Regions from separate parts of the Rattus norvegicus genome. Here all the other regions are linked to region 2. Evidence: chromatin contacts called from public Hi-C data. All regions are on one chromosome and are shown on one strand. Each heading gives the region's core, a stretch centred on a gene start, on an enhancer-like site or on the middle of the called end of the contact. The rest is flanking DNA. Distances are from core to core; before and after follow the strand shown.

What was found. Hi-C and Micro-C count contacts between places; a contact is called where the count stands out from the background.
Region 1: a contact with region 2 is called in a Hi-C map of liver, with 4 times the contacts expected there. The contact joins the promoter of Ptges2 here to the promoter of Dpm2 in region 2. A contact is called at or near these places in 8 of 12 Hi-C or Micro-C datasets (the A7r5 cell line, the Rat2 cell line, kidney and 4 more) and 1 of 1 datasets of contacts at active chromatin or transcription factors (oligodendrocytes).
Region 3: a contact with region 2 is called in a Hi-C map of liver, with 3 times the contacts expected there. The contact joins the promoter of Tor2a here to the promoter of Dpm2 in region 2. A contact is called at or near these places in 4 of 12 Hi-C or Micro-C datasets (the Rat2 cell line, frontal cortex, liver and 1 more).

The regions. Positions count from the first base shown.
Region 1 is chr3:36,086,857-36,090,306 of GRCr8, forward strand. It overlaps Ptges2 (prostaglandin E synthase 2), which reads left to right and starts at 1,390. Exons shown (of 7, transcript NM_001107832.1): 1 at 1,390-2,176; 2 at 3,174-3,371. The coding sequence starts at 1,901.
Region 2 is chr3:36,251,807-36,255,123 of GRCr8, forward strand. It overlaps Dpm2 (dolichyl-phosphate mannosyltransferase subunit 2, regulatory), which reads left to right and starts at 1,871. Exons shown (of 4, transcript NM_019252.2): 1 at 1,871-1,891; 2 at 2,197-2,286. The coding sequence starts at 1,889. It overlaps Eeig1 (estrogen-induced osteoclastogenesis regulator 1), which reads left to right. Exons shown (of 11, transcript NM_001399583.1): 11 at 1-571.
Region 3 is chr3:36,444,349-36,447,849 of GRCr8, forward strand. Tor2a (torsin family 2, member A) reads left to right here and starts at 1,950. Exons shown (of 5, transcript NM_001007744.3): 1 at 1,950-2,125; 2 at 3,095-3,360. The coding sequence starts at 1,975.

The DNA of each region.
Region 1 (3,450 bases), core at 140-2,639, 170 kb before region 2:
TCTAGAGGGTGCACAAATGGAGACACAATGGCCAGTTCCTCACAGTTGGCACCTTCCAGGATGCGGGCATTTCAGAAGACAGACAGGGGCAGACAGTCTGGTTTGTAACCTGGGGGGCCTTTGGCAAAAGCGCTAATCCCAGTCTTTTTTTTTTTTAAATGATGTATTTATTATGTATGCCTGCAGGTCAGAAGAGGTAATCAGATCTCATTATAGATAATTATGAGCCAACCTCTGGTTGCTAGGAATTAAACTCAGGACCTCTGGAAGAGCAGACCGTGCTCTTAACCTCTGAGCCTTCTCTCCAGCTAATTCCATTCTTACAAGCTGATCTAATTACCCCCTAAACGACTCAATTATTCTGACCACTCAGCTCTTAAGTTCCAGTTTATAGATTTTGAAGGATCACAGACATCCCAACCACACTGGGGATGGGTTTTATCTGGCCACGAGGGAAGAGGCTGTCCTTAGTTGCCGAGTCCTTGGATGAAGCACACTAGGACCAGAAGTCTGGGAGAGACCAGACAATGGACAGAGAGAGAGGGTAGGTGAGGAGAGGACTGGAAAATCAGTTACTGATCTGATCTGCCTGAGAAGTGAACAGGCAGTGGGCCTCTCAGCCCAGGCTGCAGCGCCACCTTTCTGAAATTGTGGTCAGTTTGGGGCTTCTACGGTCTCATTTTCCCCACTAGTAGAACAAGATTGGTAGGTACAGTTCTCTAGTGCAGGTTCCAGGCATTTGTTCCAGGACACCGTCCTGGCTAGTTGCCGGACTGTTCCGGAACAACTCCTGCCTCCCTCACTTAGAGGCGGTGTTTGAGCCGGAATCCTCCGTGACTTTTAAGCCCATGATTCTCTTCCCAGCTGGGTTTTCACAGAAAAGCATGTTGGGACCGCCTCGCCTTTTTCCCTCGTCTAGGCTGCATGCGCAGGTTCCAGTTGCGGCTGGATAGTGTGGGATATGGCGCTGCCAGGCCCAGGAGAAGGTGAAGGCTGTGGATCGTACCCAGATCGGATCCCAGAACCTCCACAGCTAGTCTCCCACATCTCTATACCGGCTCACCAACAAACCCCACCTCTCTCCCTCTCGATTCCACGCCCACCCTAAAGTCCCGCCCTCTTTCCGATTCGGGGCGGGGTCATGCCAGGGCTGTCCACGAAGAAGCCTAGGCGGTGGAGGTCGGGCGCTCGTTTAAAGACCAGTGAGCTCGGGGTTGGGGATTTAGCTCAGTGGTAGAGCGCTTGCCTAAGAAGCGCAAGGCCCTGGGTTCGGTCCCCAGCTCCGAAAAAAAGAACCAAAAAAAAAAAAAAAAAAAAAAAAAAAAGACCAGTGAGCTCGCCTCGCAAAGGCCTGGGGTGTCCTGGTAGCTTCGCTCATTCCCATTCCCGCCTTTGAGGCCTTTGGGTTGGCGATCCGGCCCCCTTAGCTTGAACCATTTCCGAAGCACGTGGTTTTCAAGGCCCCCGCTGGGTTTGAGAAAAGTTTATGGTTCGCGTCACAACAGCAGCGTACAGCATTGCGGGAGGGCAGAAGGCGTCTAAGACGCTGCGGCCGCCTATTGGAGACAGCGTTGGACTTTTTCTGGGTAGTGCATGGGTCGGAAGACTGGCGTTTTCCCTGACATCGTAGATTCACGATGTGGAAACGCCCGACCACGAGTCACAGGTTACCGTTGCACCCCTAGAAGGCAGCGACATCAAGCCACTTCCAAAGCCCCTGGGGTGTAGTTCTGCCTCTCAGGCAGACAAGCGCTCCCGTTCCCTTCACGGCCTCTAGTCCTACTTGGCGTCATCGTTACCCTAGGCAACACACAGACACAGAGTGCTGTCCCTTTAAGGAATCCTAGCACCTTGGCCATTTTAGTTTTGCGCGCCCGCCCGCAGCACCGGCAAAGCGAACATGGCCCAGGCAGCGCGCGTTGCGTGGGTGCTTGGCTCTAGCCGGTGCGCCCTGTCAGAGGGGCTGCTCACACGACCCTGGACACAACTCTCGGCACAGAGCCGGGCGGGCTTCACCAGGGCGGCAGCGGGAAACCGGGGCGCCTCGATCCGCAAGGGGAGCCCGCGGTTGCTGGGGGTGGCGGCGCTGGCCCTGGGCGGCGCTCTGGGGCTGTACCACACTGTGCGGTGGCACCTGCGCTCCCAGGACCTCCACGCCGAGCGCTCGGCTGTGCAGGTAAGACTTAGCTGGATCGGACTGCTGATGGGGAGCCGGGATTAGCCCTGAACTCCTGAGAAGCCGCAGGGTCAGGAGCGGCCTCTTTCGCGGGCTTGTGACCTTGGGCGAGTGTCTTGGCCAAGGAGTACGAGGAGGGTGGTGCTGTTGCCCATGACCTAGAGCTGTATATATTGTATGCCACGGTCTCTTGTGATTTAGGGGTGTGTGTGTGTGGCACCGGGAGTAATCTTTATGGAAAGAGTGAACCTGACTTCAGACTCAACTGGAGGCGTGCTCCAGCCTACCGTGGCTTTGCAGCCCTGTAGACATTTCATGAGTTGCAGAGTCTAAGCCCCTCTCCACCCTGCCTCCCATGCTCAGGAACTGGAACTGGAGAGGGGGTCCCTGTGGTTCCCTGCTCTCTTCCCTGCCCATCCTATTTCCATTTGAAGACTGAGGGGAGGGGGCTGCGACTGTAGCAAACTCACCTGAAGGCTTCCCTGCCGAGAAACTAGGGGCAGCCTCCTCCACGTTTGGAGATCTGAGGTAGATCTCACTTGTGGCCAATGCTGCCTGGCTAGTTGGTGGGCCCTGCGGGTTACCCAGAGAAGTCAGGGGCGGGGTTGGGAGATGGGAGTGGAGGAGACCTTAAGGACTATTGAAGCTGGAGGACACATCCTGGGACTGTCTTGTGTCCCTTTTGGGACCGGAAGAAGATGAACTAACACTCCCACACACACACACACACACACACACACACACACACACACACACACTCTCGCACGTTGGTGGTGGCTGATCCTCCTGGCCCTGTGGTATATCTGCTGGGCACTTGGAGCTAGGCTAGGCTGTCTGTCACTCCCTTGCCCACCCTCTATTCTCTCCACCTTTCCTCATTCTATTTTCCTGGTCACCTTAGAAGACTCCCTGAAGAAAGGTTTGCTGTGGGGTAGAGGGTGGAGCAAGAGCTCTGGGACTCCAGGTGTTACAAGCCCCATTTTTTTCTCTCCCCTAGCTGTCCCTGTCCAACCGCCTGCAGCTGACCCTGTACCAGTACAAGACATGTCCCTTCTGCAGCAAAGTCCGTGCCTTCCTCGACTTCCACTCCCTGCCCTATCAGGTGGTAGAGGTGAATCCCGTGAGAAGGACCGAGATTAAATTCTCCTCCTACAGGAAGGTACCCATCCTGGTGGCCCAGGAAGGAGACAGCTTGGTGAGCCTTGGGGATCTCATGCCTCCTTTCTGTCCCCAGCTATCTAGGAGTCTTCCTAAATCTGGTCCTGCTTTATACT
Region 2 (3,317 bases), core at 621-3,120:
TCATTCCAGAAGTAGACAAGGGCTGCCACATCCTCTGGTTCCAAGCACTGGGCTAGGATAACTGGGCTGAAAACACGGCCTCAACCAAATGAACACTGGTGGGAGCCAGAGGCTAAGAGTTTTTCCTTGTGTGCTCAGTGATCACCACAGGTGCCCAGAGCACCTGGACTTCAAAATCTATATACAAAGACAGGATATATTAGAGATATTTTTGGAAAGGAATTGGTCTATGCAATGCCAGTTTGGGACCTGAAAGACAGTTTAATGTTTCTATTAGAGAGATATAAAGATCTGCAATATTTTTAGGGTTCTTTTCTGGTTACCCTACTACTGACCACACTGCATGGTCTGACAGGATGAGCAGGCCTGTCTTCCTCTGTGGGGAGGTGACCAGGGAGGAGCGTTCACTTTTGTTTTATTCCTTTCTTACCAGGTTACCACTGTTCCCCATTCCACGGGCTGTTTGTATCTCTGTCTCAGCTTATAATAGAAAATTATGTCATGTGGAAAAATCAGCCTAGTGTCAATGTTTGGTTTGGGCGGGAATTAAATGTCGATGTTTTTGTTACTGCTTTTTGTTGGTGTTTCTTTTCATCTCATCACCATGTTGACTTGGGGACTGCTAACAACAGAAGCTGGCCATGTATGTGTAAGAATGCATGCTTGGGGGGCTGGGGATTTAGCTCAGTGGTAGAGCGCTTGCCTAGGAAGCGCAAGGCCCTGGGTTTGGTCCCCAGCTCCGAAAAAAAGAACCAAAAAAAAAAAAAAAAAAAAAAAGAATGCATGCTTGGGAAAGGGAGGTTAGTGTTCTCCAATCTGGCCCCAGTCATAATCCACCTCATACATACATATGTGCACATTGCATATATGTCTACATATGTTTATATGAATATGGGCACTTGACAAAGGTCAGAACATGTTGATCATGCACATCTTTTTGTTTGAGATAGTGTCTCACTCTGGTTCGGGGAAAGAATAAAATGTTTTTATTTTGGTATTTACAAGAAGACCTGCTACTCACGCCTCCGAAGTGTTGGGACTACAGACATGCACCACCATGTCCAGCATGAATTAGGGGATCTTAAAGCTGGTTGTTTCAGTCAAAGCTCCTGTTCTGGGATAGAACCCCACTATGCTAGGGATTTAGCCAGCCACTCTGGGCTTGTGGTGCTAATCACTGAAGAAACTGGTTATAAAATACCTGGGGCTGTTGGGGCACAGAGGGAGTTGCTGCCTCTGGTTGAGGACCTGGATGGTGTAGCATTTGGAGGCTGGATTGACAGCAGGTAACCCTATATGCCATGTGAGTAGTGTCCCAGGTAGGAAACAAGAAAAATATGAAAGATAATTTGGCCCAACACTCCTTGGATCTAAGAGGACCATTCAGAAACCTCTGGCAATGAGCAATGAAGGGAGGCCTAGAAAGTTCGCTAGGAAGCCTGCCAGTGGAAATTCTCATATCCCAGGCCAGTGGTGGGCATTCTACACAGCCTCTTTCATCAACAGTTCCAAGCTCAGAAGTAGAGCCTTTGAATCCCGATGCCTGCTTCACTGACTCAGATTATGATCTGTCCCCTCTCTGGGACTTCCGACTCTGGGGTGCATCTCACTCTGGCTTGGGACTGTATGATAATGTTTAAATGTTTTGTTTGGGAAGAGTCTGACAGGGACAAGGCCATAAAACCCCAGGAAGTCTGAGTTCCCCAGCCCCACGGTTCCCTTCAGAACTACATTTCCCGACATGCAGTGGAGGGCGGGGAAACGTGCCCACAGGTCCGTTCAGTCTAGTCCCGGACTACAACTCTCGGAGTGTCACGTGGTTTACAAGCCGGAAAGGCCTGAACCAAGAACCGGATGTGTTCTGTTGCTCCGGCGAAAGGCTGGAGAAATGGTGAGCCTGGGGTGCAGTACCTGTGTGATTTGAGGGTACAGGGGTCGGGGCCCTGAGTAAGCGTTTCCTTGGGAGACGGGGTTGGGCTCTCCAAACACGAATCGCTCTCCCACCGCTCGCGGACAGGTGACAGAGGAGGCCTGGCGCGGCTTTCTAAACCGGAGAGCCACTTTTAGTCAGCACCCGCCCCCTCGCCCCCGTGATGTTGAATGAATAAGAGGCTTGGAGTGTAAACCGGCTGCTCCGTCCCTCGGTTAGTGCATTTACACGAGCCATCTCGCCAGATGAACCTTATCTTTCTCCAGGCCACCGGGACAGACCAAGCGGTGGGATTTGGCCTTGTCGCCGTTAGCTTGATCATCTTCACCTACTACACCACTTGGGTGATTCTTTTGGTATGTGCGCCCCACCCCCATCCCGCTCACCTTCACTCTGCCCTGGATCTCCAAACCCAATTTCCTACAACGATTCGAGTAGCGTCCGTGCGCCAGGCACGGTGCTGAATGATTAGCTTGCTCCAATTTCACAGAATCTACACTCTGATGACTGCTGATGGTGTCTGCATTTTATAGATGAGGAGGCTAAGACTCAGGGGGAAGGATATTTCTCAGCCTCTGAACTGCACAGTAAGGCTTTATTTTGAGTCTGTCCTCCTGGTTAGCCAACAAATTCCTGGGTGAAGCAATCACCAATCAATTTTATTAACACTTCTTCCCACCCCCCCTTTAATGTGGGAAATTTTGTTAGTGGTTGCTTAAAAGTACATTGTGCTTAGAAGGGGGAATCTTGCCATACTTGGTATCCTTCAGAAAGAAAAGTTAGGTGGTCTGAAGAGATAGGTCAGTGGTTAAGAGGACTGGCTGCAGGGGTTGGGGATTTAGCTCAGTGGTAGAGCGCTTGCCTAGCAAGCGCAAGGCCCTGGGGTTCGGTCCTCAGCTCTGAAAAAAAAAAAAGAAAGAGGACTGGCTGCTCTTCCAGAAGACAGAGGTTCAAGTCCCAGCACCCACATGGCCAGCTACAACCATCTCTAACTCTAGCTGCAGGATACCCAGCAAAAATGCTTGGCACATCACTGGTGCTTAAATGTTAAGAGTTGGATTGGAGATCCAGGGCTTGGTACACCTGCATTCACATGAATATATGCATAATCAAAAAATAAAAGACTTAGAGTTCCTGGGTTCAGAAAGCAGAGGAAGGTGGGGCTCAGTGAGGTCAACCAGGGCTCTGTGTGAGAAACCCTGCCTCAGAAAACAAAAGAATGCTTTCCGGCACTCAAAAGACTCAGGCAGTATTCAAGGCTACCGAGACAATATAGTGGGTCTCTTGTTACGGTACATATGCACATTCAGAGGAGCCCAGGCTGGGAACGTCTTGGGGATGCTATCAAGGCGGGTCCTCAGTATGCAGTGCTGCCACTGGGCTCAAG
Region 3 (3,501 bases), core at 700-3,199, 190 kb after region 2:
CTCAGGGGAGACTGTCAGTCCAAGACAGCGCAAGTAGGGCCCACACCTTAGTCTTCTCTGAGCCCAGGGTCCGTCCAGAAAAATCATAGTTCCCCACCCCCACCCCATCCACAGGCAAGAAATCCAGAGTTTGGGATAAAAAGGCTTTTAAAAGTCTAGAGTCCTAGAGAGATGGCTCAGTGGCTAAGAGTACTGGCTGCTCGTGCAGAGGACTCAGGGTCAATCCAAGCACTCATATGGTGGTTCATAATCTGTATCTCCAGTGCCAAGGGATCGTATGGCTTCTTCTGACCTCCTTGGGTACTGGGCGCACATGTGTTGTGCGGGCAAAAGAGCCACACAAATAAAATTTAAATCTTTAAACTGGGCATGGTGACTCACCTTTAATCCCATCCCTTTGGACTCAGAGGCAGGCAAATCTTTGACTTTGAGGCCAGCCAAATATGCTTAGTGAGACCCCCCCCTTACACACTTCAAAAAAAATCTTTAAATAATGAAACCTAGGGTCCCAGTTCCCCTTACAAATGGACACCTGGTGGGACAACTGGTGGGTCAAGGGACTTTTTCTGAGCTATAATAACAGAACAAGCAAGCAGATGGGGGAAGAGACATTGATTGGTGATGACCACAGGCTTGGCCCCCAGGCCTCAGGAGTCTGTTTATTGAATTAGAGACATAGAGGTCCTTTACCTCTGAGCTCTTTGACTGCGTGAGGCTGGGAACATGTGACTAGGGATATTAGATCTTTGACAGTACCTGGAGGTGGGTTTAGTTCAATGGCTCAGTGATTGGGAAACTTGGATAAGAAGCTTAATTTCTTGGGTTCCAAATTCAATAAAACCTGGACAATAAGGGAATCCCTCTCCATGGATTTATATTAGTGTTTTTTAGTGTATATTAGCTGGTAAGAAAGAGCAATACTCATATACTATATATTAATTTAAATTTCTCTTTTTAAGCTCAGGGAAACTTTTATTAGGGTTTAAAAGAACCCCCCCCCAGGGCAGGCAAGCTGTAAGGAAGATGGAGAAACAGAAAAAGCCATGTCTCTTGAGTGAGTTGGCACAGGTGCCAGCCACATAGAGGGCTTTAGAGAGTGAAACCCAAAGTGTTAGAGAGGTGTGCTTAGGGAAAAGAAAGGCACTAAACAGTGGTGCACACCTTTAATCCCAGCACTCAGAGGTAGAACCAGGCAGACTCTGCGTTTGAAGCCAGCCTGCTACAGAGTGGGTTCCTGGACAGACAACTAGGACTACACGGGGTAACCCAGTCTTGAAAAGAGAGATGAAGGAAAAATTACACCTTTCCGAGCTACTTAGACTTGTGAAGCTGCATCACTTTTTTGATTTGCTTACTTATCCCTTTAGGGTGTGTGTGGACTCATGTGTAGAGGTTTGAGGACAATTTGCAGGATTGGTTCTTGGTTTCTGCCAGGCTGTCTCTGGGCATTGATCTAGGGTCTTTAGGCTTGGTAGCAAGTATCTTGCAGGCTCTATTTTCTGAGCCAAAACACTTTATGTGACCACATCTCATATCCCTGGGTATATAGCAGGTCTTGTTACAGGACATGTAGGGCCCCTGCCTGACACTAGCAGAGACATTCTCAAATGTATTATAGCTCAAAAAGTGCTGTTGTGAGAACTCTTTTGTCACATTTTTTAAAAAAGCTTGGAAAAAATCTCTCAGGAAGTGTAAGGTTCCGCACAAGTTTTTGTTATTTATTGTTGTCTCATGCTCTTAACAATCTTTACCCGTGACCATGGCAACGCGGGACTGGGCGGTTTGCTGGCTCCCCCAGGAGGCCTATTTGCGCTACTGCTGCCGGACAACCGGTCGGGTTTTAGAGCCCCGAAGAAAGGTGAGCCGGGAGTTGTAGGCAATGGGCGTGGCTGTCGAGGAGCGGTGCACACCGGGAGCTGTAGTTCACAGGTTCTGGCAGTGGGCCGCCTCTGACTGAAATAGGGCCTCAACCGGATGGCGGTGGCTAGGCACGGCTGCCCGCCCTGGGGCTCGATCCTCGGGCTGCTCGTGCTGGCCTTGGCTGCCGCCGCCGCCTGGGACGTGTCTTTTCTGCGATGCAGTTTAGGGTCCTTCTGCGAATGTGACTTCTGGCCCGACTTGCCTGGTGAGGAGTGGGAGCCGGGACGGAGCTCGCAGGGGTCCGCGGCCCCGCCGGCCCAGGCTGGCGGAAGTGGGGATCCGAGCGCCTCCACTCGGCGAGGGTTTGGAGGTTGCCCGGTGGAGGGAAGCCTTTGACAGCGGGGCGGTGGCTTGTGGTAGGCCTCCCTTGTGCGGGCTTGTCACTCCGGGGAGAAACCTGCGGTGGGCTGAACCTGTAGACAGCTGTCGAGTACTCGGGGCTGGTGCAATCCGGAGAACCGCCTCGAGGGGGCGGTGCCGCGCTGGCCCTTGCTGAGGTAGCTGCTCCTGTCCCTCATTTGTCGGACAAGTATCCCAGAGGTCTTAGACATGCCTTCGAACCTCCGATGCTTTTTGTTTATTGTTTTTCAGACAGAGCCTTTCTACATTGATTTGGCTGTTCTGGACCTCACTGTGTGGACCAAGCTGGTCTCAAACTCACAGAGATCCACTTGGCTCTGCCTCCAGAGTGCTAAGGGATTAAGGGTTTGCACCATCATATCCCGACTGATTTATATGTATAAAATATATGTAATATGTATATAATATATATGTATATTTGCTTACAAGTATGTGTATGTACCATGTGTACCAAGGAAGTTAGAAGGTGTTGACTCCTGGGATAGAGTTACAGATAGTTGAGAGCTAACATGCAGGTGGTAGGAATCAAACTTACTTAGATTCTCTGCCAAAGCAACCAGTGTTTTTTTGTTTGTTTGTTTGTTTGTTTTTTGAGACATGTAGCTCTGCTTGGCCTGGAATTCACTATGTAGACCAGGCTGGCCTGGAACTCACAAGAGCTCTCCCTGCTACTGCCTCCCAGTTGCTGGGATTAAAGGCGTGTTGGAACTCACTATGGATTATTTGCTGCCACTGCCTCCCAGGTGCAGAGATTACAGACTGTGAGTCAATAGCCTGCCATCTGCTTTGATATGCATTCCTTTTGTGGTCCTAGGTCTGGAATGTGACCTGGCTCGACACCTAGCTGGCCAGCATTTGGCCAAGGCCCTGGTGGTGAAGTCATTGAAGGCCTTTGTACAGGACCCAGCCCCCAGCAAGCCATTGGTCCTTTCCCTGCACGGCTGGACAGGCACTGGGAAGTCCTATGTGAGCTCCCTGCTGGCGCAGTATCTCTTCCGGGGTGGCCTTCGCAGCCCTCATGTCCATCACTTCTCTCCTATCATCCACTTCCCACATCCCAGCCACACTGAGCAGTACAAGGTAGGCTGGATGTGTGCTGGGTCCCTTTTCCCTGTCCTAATCCAGAGAGGGCTCCAAAGCACACAGCCAGTTGGAGTGAGCGCTCAGAACCTATTAGGAACAGAGCTTGCTCTCTGTGATACAGGGGTGGTGGCGTCATTG